Linked DNA regions of Mus musculus: region 2 is linked to region 1. The links are chromatin contacts, called in public Hi-C maps. All regions are on one chromosome and are shown on one strand. The core of a region is the stretch at or near the end of the contact, and the rest is flanking DNA. Distances in the headings are between cores, read along the strand shown. Region 1 holds the start of Fcrls (Fc receptor-like S, scavenger receptor). Region 2 overlaps Gm40085 (predicted gene, 40085).

The links. A called contact is a pair of places that touch in the nucleus more often than the background predicts.
Region 2: a contact with region 1 is called in a Hi-C map of bone marrow-derived dendritic cells, with 4 times the contacts expected there. The contact joins the enhancer-like site here to the promoter of Fcrls in region 1. A contact is called at or near these places in 5 of 39 promoter capture datasets (Sertoli cells, cranial neural crest, hippocampal neurons and 2 more), 6 of 484 Hi-C or Micro-C datasets (B cells, bone marrow-derived dendritic cells, bone marrow-derived macrophages and 3 more), 4 of 115 datasets of contacts at active chromatin or transcription factors (bone marrow-derived macrophages, microglia and neural progenitor cells) and 2 of 9 other capture datasets (adipose tissue and macrophages).

The regions. Positions count from the first base shown.
Region 1 is chr3:87,261,040-87,267,096 of GRCm38.p6, reverse strand. It overlaps Fcrls (Fc receptor-like S, scavenger receptor), which reads left to right and starts at 3,573. Exons shown (of 8, transcript NM_030707.3): 1 at 3,573-3,652; 2 at 4,898-4,918. The coding sequence starts at 3,622.
Region 2 is chr3:87,485,055-87,491,111 of GRCm38.p6, reverse strand. Gm40085 (predicted gene, 40085) reads left to right here. Exons shown (of 2, transcript NR_168327.1): 2 at 3,783-4,091. It also overlaps a transcript of Fcrl5 not described here. Among named protein-coding and RNA genes, the nearest start is that of Gm40085, 25 kb to the left of the region's middle. Within about 2 kb of position 2,976, at least 54 of the 459 cell types and tissues checked have an H3K27ac peak or open chromatin away from gene starts, as enhancers often do. A contact at or near this core is called in B cells, bone marrow-derived dendritic cells, bone marrow-derived macrophages and 1 more, where this site is marked.

The DNA of each region.
Region 1 (6,057 bases), core at 2,324-4,823:
GTGTGTGTGTGTGTGTGTGTGTGTGTGTGTGTGTGTGTGTGTGTGTGTGTGTGTATGTGTGTGAAAGTCACAGCTTGACATCAGATGTCTTTCTTACTCTTTACATTATTATTATTATTATTATTATTATTATTATTATTATTATTATTATTATCGGATCTCTCACTGAAACTGGAGCTCTTCGATTGATTAGACTAGCTGGCCAGCAAACCCTGGAGATCCGCTCCACCCAACAGTGGGATTAAAGACACACACTGACACACCCAGCATTTTAAGTGGGTGCTAGAGCTCTGAACTCATGCTTGTGCAACTAACACTTTACCCACATATTTCCTGAGTTCATTTCCTGGAATCTTAATGTCTGTATCTGCCTGCAGTCTGGACAAACCTGGTAGAGAGAAGCTTCTGTCCTGCTCGAGCTGACTGTGTTTTATTTTTATTTTGGCAGGTCGGAGAATTGCATCAGGACTGTGTGTAGAATTGATTGTATCTTCCAGGTCCTGGGTTATATCTGAGGGGTGGGGCTCAGGAAAGAGGGAGGAGGGAGAGACAGAGACAGTGAGAGACAGAGAGATAGAGGCAGGCAGAATTGTTCTTTTTCTGTTCAGACCTTAGAGGTTTTGTTCCAGGCAGGAACAACTTGCTGACATTTCCATTTCTCCTCCCTGATAGCAGACGCACAAATGTCAAACAGATGTCAGTTTGGAGCCATGAGTATCTCTATTCTTGAGAATGGTGCTTGGACACAAACTATTTCAAAATGACTTCAGCTTTCCTGGTAATCTCCATGTGCCTTCCATCTCTAGAGTTGAAAGCATAGCCTTTGCACTTGCTCTTGTGTTTTCCTGGCCGTTGTTAGTCCTAGAGAAAGACAGAGCTTCTACCTATGCAAGGGTGCTTTGGAACAGTGCAAGATTGAATTATTATTATAAGTAGGATGCTTTTGTGTCTATAGATGAACCCTGAGTCTCTCCACATGCACTTAAGCCAGAGGCCAGACCTAATATAGGACCAAAAGTTGCTCACTGTGGCTGTCACCTACTGTCCAGGCATGTCACACGATCCAGGCTTGCCTTCAGAGCCTGTGCTAGAGCCATTCCATTTTTTAAAATCTTTTGATAACAGTGTCCATGGATCAGGTTTGGTAGGGTATAGGATTCCAGCATAAAAGATGCACCATTGGAAGATGAACACAGGAAGAAATCTGTACCCCTAGAATTGCCAGAGGAACTTCTTTTCCAATTATAGTTTCTGGTGTCCCGAGAGGGGCCATTTTTACATTCATTGAATCTGCTCCCTGAAGCTCTAAATATCATTCAACATAGAGAAAATCACCATTACTTTAATGATTGTAACTTTTATTTTTTTTTAAGTCTAACTTTAAGGATGGTTTTTAAACGTTTTAACCTCTCTTTCAGTCTACCACCCGGTACCACAGGCAGTGGAAAGGAAAGGATATGGGAAAAGCAGACCTGATTGGGAATTGTTTTTTCCAGAAAATGTCATCTGTGTTGTTAGCAAATCAGTAGTTTAGTTTATAGGTCAGCAGAAGCAGGTTAATCTACTCGCAAATGTTTTACAAATATACCAGCAGTCCAGTTTTATAGTTGAGATAGCAAACATGAATCAGCGGCAATGGTAAGACTGAACAGATATCCAGGTCTCAGCCAGATAGGCACAGCACAATTCAGCAGGGTCAGGACCAACTGGGGCGCTAGGAGAAGTTTTTTGCTGTCTCTCTCAGCGAAGTGAAGACCAGTGAAGACATGAGACCAAAAGGTGTTGTACAGTTAGTTCTAAAGCAAGCCGCTCTCGTGGTCTATTTTAGTTCCTCTAAACATCACGCATCCTCCATGGGTCTTATCTCACTGCATGTCTTGTCTCAATACGTGAGTCTGTCTTTACAAAACTTTGCATGAGTCTGGATCAGTTGACATCATTTTGTCTATCTGCCTGATTCCAAAAATAGTGGCACGGAGCTGCAACATATCATCAAAAGGTATTTTTGGTGCATTTTTTTTCCTATGGAGTCCTAACAAATGGAGCTCAACTACACAATATAAGGTGAGCCAATATACGTGTGTTGTTAGCAAGAAGTCCTTTATCATATGTCTTCGTATGTGTTTACTTTAACAGAACATCTTTTCCCCTGTGTCTGCTTATGAGGTTTTTTTATGAGTCTGCCTTCATGAAACATCTTTCCACCTGCATCCACTTTAGAAAACCACTGCTTTATGTGTCTGTCTCAACAATCACTGTCTAACACAACTGGCTTTCCAGAAAGCCCTCAAGTTTCTACTTCAAATGATGCTACCGTTCTCCCAGCAGTCTTCTCCACACCAAGACAGTGAAGCAACACACATGAGTTTTACTCAAATTGTGGAGAGAGTTGTAGGGTGCCATTGGGGAACTCCAGTGTAGGCTGATCTCAAAGTCCCTGCAACCACCCATCAGTTGTGTGTATGGTGTATTCGTGTCTTCATTAGAGTTTATATTGCTATCAAAAAACCCAATGACCAAAAGCAATCTGGGAAGGAAAGAGTTTATTTCAGCTTATAGTTTCAGGTAAGTTCATCATGAAGAAAAGTCAGGGCAGGAACCTAGACTCAGGAACTTAAGCAGAAGCCATCGTGGAATATTATTTGTTCCCCATGGCTTACTCAACCTGTTATACAGTCCAGTACTCCCTGCCCAGGAGTATGGTACAACTCCCTGTGATCTCAGCCCACCCACACCAATCATTAATCAAGATAATGCACTACTTCTTTGCCTATGGGCATCTCTCATAGAAGCATTTTCTCAGTCTAGAGTCCCCCTTCCCAGACAACTGTTGTTTGTTTCAGTTGACACAAACCAACCAGCACAGCTAGTTGTGCAACACCCACCTCCCAGCACCTATGTCCTTCCACATTATTTGGAGTGGAAGAAGAATCTTTCCTATGTGAGTTGAGGCCCTTCAGACCACTCTATTACAGTTCAGAGAGAAACCCTCCAGTAGACATACTGTGTCCATCCTGCTTTTCATTCCTACTTGTATCTGACCAATCATCTCCCGAACAGGAAGTTTTGAGCAGGAAATGCACCTTCTGGGTACCAAGAGCATGCATACTACCGAACAATAACTTGTTAAACCTGTCACCATTTCTTACAAGTTGTCATTTTTCTACCACCTAGTCTGGACTGACCGCTGGAGAGGAGTCAGTCCAGCTCTGGCAACGGTGCTGCTTAGTAGGGACTGTCTCTTGACTACTAAGAAGAGATTTACATTTTGAAAACTACCAAGCACCTGATTTGAATTTCAGTGGGCCCCAAACTCAGTATTCTCTGGAAAGGCAAGTGCAGTAGAAAGCTTATCTATAAAAGGAAGGCGTCCTACGCAGGAAGAAGCATGTCGCACCAGCGAGCAAATATCTAAGCAAGTCTGTAAAGAGGAAGGACGTTTGCTTTTGCAGCACCCATTGGGTTGGGGTATGGACTGATTGACAGACAACTTTGCCACTTCCTTTTTTTCCTATTTCAGATCCCTGCTGAACCACAGTGTTCTATCCCAGATCTGTGGTCCATCTGCCCTAAGGACTTGAGCTGCACCTGTCTCAAAGGGAGCTACTTGCCTCGAGTCTCATGCCTCTGTGCTTGCTGCTTCTGGTCTTCGGTAGGTAAGATGCTCAAAAGGCCTGGGGTGGTGCCAGGGTGGGACTCCCTCTGCTTGGTCAGCCCTAGACACTCTTCCTGAGCATATATCTCCCCACTGGGGGCTAGGGGTAGCACTAGGTTTCTCCTTCTGATCCAATATTAGCAAGTATAATGCAAATGGGAACTGAGAAAAGCAGGGTTCCCAAGAAAAGGAAAAGGCTCTGTGTGTGTGTGTGTGTGTGTGTGTGTGTGTGTGTGTGTGTGTGTGTGTGTGTGTGTTCTTACTAAAGGCTGGTGATTTGTCTCTATTATTTCTGTTTGATCTCTGTAAAAACAGTAAATTTTCATTAAAAGAGCTTCAAAGGTGGTTTCTGTTAGAGTGAACACATACACAGCCCAATAAATCTTACACCCAAGGCCCGGACTCTACTTCAGGCTCCACCATTTTTGGCTGAGCTCATATCTCCATACATTTAGACACTACATAGACTTCAAACCTGGCTGATAATAGTTGATATCATAGGAGCATATCTACACTGCCCCATACACAGCAGGAGGTCTAGAAGGCAGAAAGGAAGAGAACTAACCTCAATGAAATATAAGCAGGCCCATTCCTGGCACCTAGGTTGCCCTGTGTAGGTAATTTCTCTTAAGCAAAATAATCTGGACAGTTTCAAGGTGGAGCCCGCAAACTGGTTATCCAATACCAAGTGGTCAGCCCTGAAATCATATATATACAAGTAACATTACATGGATTGAGCAGGTTGTATTATATAGAGATGTATATGTGTGTATGTACATATACATATATGGAGAGAGAGAGAGAGAAAGAGAGAGAATTAGAAGCCATAAATTTGAGAAAGAGTTGGGGAGGAGGGAAAGGAGAAAATGATTTAATTTTATTTTAATTTCAAAAAAACCCATTTAAATTGAAAAGGTAGGCGACTTGAAACTCTTGAAATTCTGCTTGCAAAAGACAAACTCCTGGAAATGGAAAAGAACCAGCTATAACATGATTGGAATTATAAAAATGAATCCTGGGTTCTGTAGGAATGTTGTTTGTGAGTGAGAGAAGGAAGGATGAACAAAAGATGGAGGAAAAAGATAGAGGAACTGAAGGAGGGAAGATGAAAGGGAAGGGGAGGGGGAAGAAGCAAAAGGAAAAAGAGAGGGAAGTGCTTGGGAGTCCTCGGAGGGCCAGAACCTGTGAAAAAGTGTGAAGCCCTTGGTCCTGTGTAATCTCTCTGCCTTTGTTCCCTTGCAGCTCCTGTCGGAGTCCAGTCCGGTGAGCAAGTCTTCTCTTTGTTCCTTTACATCTCCAGAACCTCACTCTCTTGGGCATGGGAGGTTCTGCCTAGCAAACCATCTTAGCAGAAGGTAGCAGAAGGAATCCAAGTCAGAGTTAGGGTGAAGAGAGCGGCAGGATTAGGGCACCTCACTCCTCACCCTTGGTCAGCAGGGCCAGGGTATGCCACAACCTCTGTTTTGCCAGCTATTGCTGGATAGGAAGAAGACCATGTCCTGACTCTCAAGGCAATGAATTATTTCCCCTTCGCTGCTGACCTGGCAGACAGGACAGGGAAAGGCATCTGTGTAGTCAATGGGGACAAAGATTCTCATGCCCATCGCAAGCGGCAATTGAGAGTACATTTGTGGCAGAGGAGACGCTCTGCAGAAGGCAAGGACACCCTTAGGTCCCCATTGGGACATAAACAATCCAATGCCTCATGTGCTTTCCTTTTCTTATTGGAATTTTAATATAATGAAATTAAGAAGTCACTTAGTTTCATGGCAGCCTGGGAAATTATACTTTCTTCCTTGCTTAAGCCTTTGAGAACACATTCATTCTACAACATGGAGAAAAGATGATACTTGTGTGCCCAGCTTTGTAATTTTAAACAAGAATGTTTTTAAATTACTTGGTTGGGGAGGTCTCTAGAGCAACCTCATGGGATCCAGTGAGCCTTCAGAAATTGTGGTAAAAAGTTTATAGATGCATAACTGTGGCCATGTTGAGGAAATACAGCTCCAAGTAAAATCTCAGAAATGAAGACCGCTAACCCAAGTGTCTTGCAGTTAACATCCTTACTTCAGTCTCAGGGAAAACTGCTACCATGTTTCTCTGTCTCCTAGCCCTTCCATCATTCTCAGTTTGGCCTTCACCACTTCTTTTATCAACCTTTGTGCCCTGCCATCTATCTCTATTCCCATTATCTTTCAAAGCCAATCAGAAGGTACCTTTGAGCTTGACTGGACACTTTGTCCTACTGAAACCATCTGAATGAGCAGCTCAAACACGGTATAGACAAAAAGGTGTACATGGATATATGTGAACAATGAGAAATACATACATAAACCCAACAGCGTGGAGGATGAGAAGGTGAATTGAGCTGGCCTGAGCAGAATGTGTGGGGTCCCAAGTTC
Region 2 (6,057 bases), core at 1,727-4,226, 220 kb before region 1:
ACCACCACTGCCCAGCTTCCTCCAACTCTTTTTTTTTTTCTTTCCATTTTTTATTAGGTATTTAGCTCATTTACATTTCCAATGCTATACCAAAAGTCCCCCATACCCACCCACCCCCACTCCCCTACCCGCCCACTCCCCCTTTTTGGCCCTGGCGTTCCCCTGTTCTGGGGCATATAAAGTTTGTGTGTCCAATGGGCCTCTCTTTCCAGTGATGGCCGACTAGGCCATCTTTTGATACTTCCTCCAACTCTTAATCTTAGTAACTAAGATAGGGTCTCACTCCATACTATCCTTGGTTGTTTATCTCCCAACAGTTATTGCAGCCAAAGGGGCCATAGTTATTATTGGGTAGTAGTACAGCACCATAGTGGTAATATCAAACAGCCGTGGTTGCTCTGAGGTGAGAGAGATGTAATTGTTAAAGCTGAGGTCTGCCTGACTCTCAGGCATGTATGGTACTGACAGGAACTTCTGCTAACCTGCATTGTTCTGCTTCTGTAACTATAAGGCTTTCTGCTCATCTCTCAAACAGAAATACTATGGAGACACAGCTGTGCCCTGCTTTTATTAAAGGTCCACATCCTGTCATGCTTGCTAACAGCCATTATAGCTACGTCAATGGGAGATAACAAACTTGTGTTTTTATTTTATTTTTTACCTTTTTAAACCCTGTGCTCACTCAGCTTGAGACTGCCTCGAGATTTGTAGTTATAAGAGTATGTGTCCCCTGCCAGGTCTATGTGGCTCAATAAAAATTTCAAATTCATGAAGAACTAACTCTTCCTGGACTCCTTCTCTTGGGTGGGAATAGCCCGGATATAAGAGCTCTAATATTTAATATCCTATTTAGGGAATAAGGCTACAAATCCACAACAAGAGAAACCCTGAAGCATGCACAAACTCAGGGGATTAAGCAATGCAGTATTGAATGACAAATGGGTCCATGAAAAAAAAATCAAGAAGGAAATGAAAAAATTCCTATAATCAAATAAAAATAACCTACAATAAACAGAAATTAAAAATTTCCCAACTAAAGAGGGAATTAGGAAAGGAAGAAACATTATTAAACTCTTATAATGAAGTTGGTATTACTCTGCTATCAAAAGATAAAGATTCACCAAAATAAAATTACAGACAGACCAGTTTCCCTGACAATATTAGACAATAATAGATTAGTAAAATACTTGCAACTCAAGTTTAAGAATACATCAGAAAGGCAATTACCACGATGAAGTTGAGTTTATCCCAGAAATTCAGGGATGTTCAGAATATAATAAATCAATAAATATTATAAATTAAATAGACTCATGGACATAAATCACATGGTCAACTTGGTAGAGGCAGAAAAGGCTTGTGACAAGATCTAATATCCCTCGATATTATTTTTATGTCTATTAGCCCTCTATCTGCATGCATACCTGCAGGCCAGAAGGGGGCATCAGATTACAAAGCAGATGGTTGTGAGCCACCATGTGGTTGCTGGGAATTGAACTCGGGACCTCTAGAAGAGCAGTCAGTGCCCTTAACCACTGAGCCATCTCTCTAGCCTTTCTTCAGAGCATTTAATATTTGTTAACATTTACAAAATCAGGATGAAGGGAGAGAGGCAACTAGCTTACAGTGAAGAGGAGGCTGAGGATCCAAGCTCAGGCACTCTAGGCTACAAAAGGGGTGAGGCCCTATGTCTTCTCAAGAGGGAAAGACTGAGGCTGAAGGGGAAAGGGATGGAAACAGATGTCAGACCTGGAGCAGAGAAGTGAGGATTTCACACTGTGGTATCCATGCCTGAAACACAGGAGGTAACACTGTCTTGAAGCTGTGCTGTGAAAGAGGGGTCAGCTAGACTCTGGAGTCTGAGCTGGAGAGGGCTGCACTGGCCTGGGCTTCTCCAGTGAGCAAGGAGAGTTGTTGGTGTACACTTCTCTTCTGGCTCAGGGGCTCCTTTCCAGGTTCATTGCCACTAAGCAGAAGCCTTTTCAGGGCCTGGGTATGTCTTAAATCTATGCATGACATTTTATCACCTGTTCTCCTATAAAATATGAAAAAGTTGGATGAGAGTAACAGTGTGCAGAAAACCTCCTTATCATTCCTGGGTATTGATTCTTCCTCCTCTCTGACACGCTGCCTGGCCCTGGGTGTTGTGTTTCATTAAAAAAAAAAAAAAAAAAAAAAAAGAAAAGAAAAAGAAGTCAGGGATATGTTTGGTAGAGGCACAGTATGGTGCTGGGAAGGGGGTGCCTCTGTGGGCCCATGCTGAGGCATCCCGTCCCCCTGAGAGACCAGTCACACGATGGATATAGTATAGAGTAGAGTTTATTTTAGGGCATGGGGAGGGGAGTTGAGAGAGAGTTGAGAGTTGAGAAGGGAGGGAGGGAGGGTTGGAGGGAGGGAGGGAGAGAGAGAGAGAGAGAGAGAGAGAGAGAGAGAGAGAGAGAGAGAGAGAGAGAGGGAGAGAGAATAGAGGAGTAGAAGAGAAGAAGCCAGCCATAAACATGTGGAGAGATGGGGGAGGGGAATGGGGAGAGAAGGGACAGAGAGGGAAGAGGGTTAGAGAGCAAGAGAGTAAGAGAGCAAGAGAGTGAGGAGGGGGCAAGTAGCCCCTTTTATAATGAGTCAGACATACCTGGCTGTTGCCTGGTAACTGTGGGGCAGAGCCTAGAAGAAATGTTAACACACTGGGAATTATTTCATAATGGTTCTTAGCAAACCCTAAAAACCAGAGGAGGTGACCACCTTCAGGAGAGTATGTATTGTGGAGTAAGACACAGGCTCAAAGGAACAAATGTGACTCTTGTATGTGAGGAGTTTCCAGCTCCCAGTGAAAAGACTCTCAGCCTTCAGATTCAGGAAACTCAATGAAAACCCTCTTTATAAAAGAACAAACAGTTTCTAGAACTAAAAGATCCTATGCAAATATGATGTGGTTGGTTTCGTTTAGCATTCTGTCACTGAACCACATTGTGTGTATGTGTGTGTCTGTGTGTGTGTTGTGAAAGGAGAAATGAAACTATCAGGGGACTGGTGAGAAAGAAGCACTGAGTCAGAGGGTGGGGGTGGGGGAATGAATGCTCAACACACAAGAATGTATTCTTGTATGAAGTTTTCAAAAAGAAAAGAAACAAAATAGTAAGAGCTAATGAGCTGAATGGTAGGAAGGCTTTGACTCGTATTACAAAGAACCCCAGCCAGCAATGAACATCCAGTGAGTTTCATGCAGCTTAGTGGACTGGATAGAGCACATTTGTGAAATAGGGCTGTGGAATGATCAGTGAGCTCTTCAGCGTCATTTAAAATAGGGAGCTTTTGTGACAGAATGGAGACCATTCCATTTCTGGATGCTCTTTAGCAGGTGAAATATATTAAAGGGAATCTATAACAGGCTCTTAGACATTGCTCTTAATGAAAAGCACCAACTCCTCTCTGGGGCCTGTAAGGTGACTCAGAGCTGAGTGAAAGTCTAGCTTTTGGGACTTCAGTTTTTATTGTTCCCCACCCCCGACCCCGTTCCTTCAAACTTTATGCTTAACTGGACAGTTAACTTGGGCATGCTAATTACCGAAGGAACATCTGTCTGAGCAGCCGTGTGATGCATTGCTATAATTCTAGACATGGGAGGCTGAGGCTGGAGAATCACCAGTCAGAAGGCAGGCTTAAAACTGTCTCAAAAATGATAATACTCTCAGTTCTCTTCAAGGCTAAAGAAACAAAGATGTGTGTAATCAAAGAATGCTGCCACACCCTCATCAAGATTCTAAATCTGTGTTCATCTTGTATTCCAGACACATCAGAACCTACAAACAAATCATTCCATCATGAGATAGCCTAAGTAGGAGCAATCATCTCATGGGGAACAAGACTGCTCCCTTAGCAAGAAGGACTTCTTTGGGCCACATGGCTGAATCAGACTGTAGAGAATGAGTAACTGGAACACTCTTGGACCAAGATGGCTTACTTATATGTGCTTCTCATCACTGCCTCAATTCTTCCTCTATTTAATGTTAAAACTCATGCCAGGACCATGAAGGTGGGCTCCAGTGTTTTGTGCCTCTCTAAACAACTGTTTTGATAAAATATTTTCTTGCCTCTCATCTTACTTTTCTTTGCTTTCTTTGGTAAGTGGCTTAACCTGGTACATTGAACAGGAGCCAGCCTCTGGTCTTGAACTATAGTTACATACAATGTTGTCTTCAGGGCATTGGGCTTGGAAAAAAAAAAAGAAAATGGAAGACTAGAGACTCTTGCTTGCACTGTAGCTAACATCTAGGCTTCTATCAAAATTTGTGCTACCTGAAACTGAATAGATCCACTATAAGTCTTTTCCACACTACCCCATTAGGCACCCAGACTTTCCATGTCCTCCTCCAGGCTCTAGCCTGGGTCTCACATTCTGTGCCTTGGCCTACTCTGACTAAACAATCTATACCACAGCCAAGCTCTAGGTTTCTGCTGAAATCTGACCTACCCAAAGCCCCTGTCCCCAGTTCTTTGTTGGGCCAACTCTACAACCTCAAAAGATATCCCATCTTTGTGAAGATGAGGCTTCCCCAAATATCCAGATTTCCCATGTCTTCCTCAAGGGTCTAGCCTAGTGTGTATCCCTGACCTCCCATTTATACCCTTTCCACAGTCCAGAGGATTTCGCCTTGATCTCTTAACCTTCCCACCGACATACCCTGCCTTCACTGTAAAAGATCCCTAGGCAGGATCCTCTCACTACATATCCCCAAACTATAGGACTCTACCATGCCATATCTAACCTTTCTACCCATCACTCCATGATTGGAACAGGAAACACATCTTCTATGCCATCCCAGTTCCCTCTGTCTACCTGACTTCAATTCCACTAAGCCATTTCTAACATCTAGATCCAACCTGCACCCACATCTTCCCTTCCACCCCAACATTTTCTGTCCATAGGAAACTTGAACTAACAAAGGAAGTTCACATGCTCTACTCATTGCAATAATAACAGTATGAAGAATCAAACCACCATCTTCTCTCTAAAATGTACCCGTTTTGTAGAAATGTTTAACAATGAGAATTACCTAGATGAACCTCAGAACACAGAATTTGAAAGAACCATTATAAACTTCCTCAAAGAGCACAAGGAGTTTAAAGATAAAACAAAGAACCAGCTTGCTGAAATCAAGAACAAAGAGCTTAAGAAAAATAATTGTTTGACTGATGTCCAAGAAACCACAAACTGGTGGTTTCAAGAAAGCATAAGGCTGATGGAAATGATAAAGATAATCCAAGGCTTGAGAACAGAATTCAATCAGGAGATAGAAATATTGAGGAAGACTCAAGCTGAAATGAAGATAGAATTGAAAAAGATACAATTTGCAAAACACATGAAACTGAAGAAGAATGAAGACCAAAGTGTGGACACTTTGCCCCTTCTTAGAATTGGAAACAATCACCCATGGAAGGAGTTACAGAGACAAAGTTTGGAGCTGAGACAAAAGGATGGACCATCTAGAGACTGCCATATCCAGGGATCCATCCCATAATTAGCCTCCAAAGGATGACACCATTGCATACACTAGCAAGCGTTGGCTGAAAGGACCCTGATATAGCTGTCTCTTGTGAGACTAGGCCGGGGCCTAGCAAACACATAAGTGGATGCTCACAGTCAGCTATTGGATGGAGCACAGGGCCCCCAATGGAGGAGCTAGAGAAAGTATCCAAGGAGCTAAAGAGATCTGCAACCCTGTAGGTGCAACAACATTATGAACTAACCAGTACCCCGGAGCTCTTGACTCTAGCTGCATATGTATCAAAAGATGGCTTAGTCAGCCACCACTGGAAAGAGAGGCCCATTGGACACGCAAACTTTATATGCCCCAGTACAGGGGAATGCCAGGGCCAAAAAATGGGAATGGGTGGGTAGGGAAGTGGGGGGCAGGGTATGGGGGACTTTTGGGATAGCATTCTAAATGTAATTGAGGAAAATATGTAATAATAAAAAAATTAAATAAAAAAGAAAAAGATAATAGCTAAAGTTCTACTGTAGAAATTCACAGTAGAACTTTACAAGTCAAATGAATCAAGCAG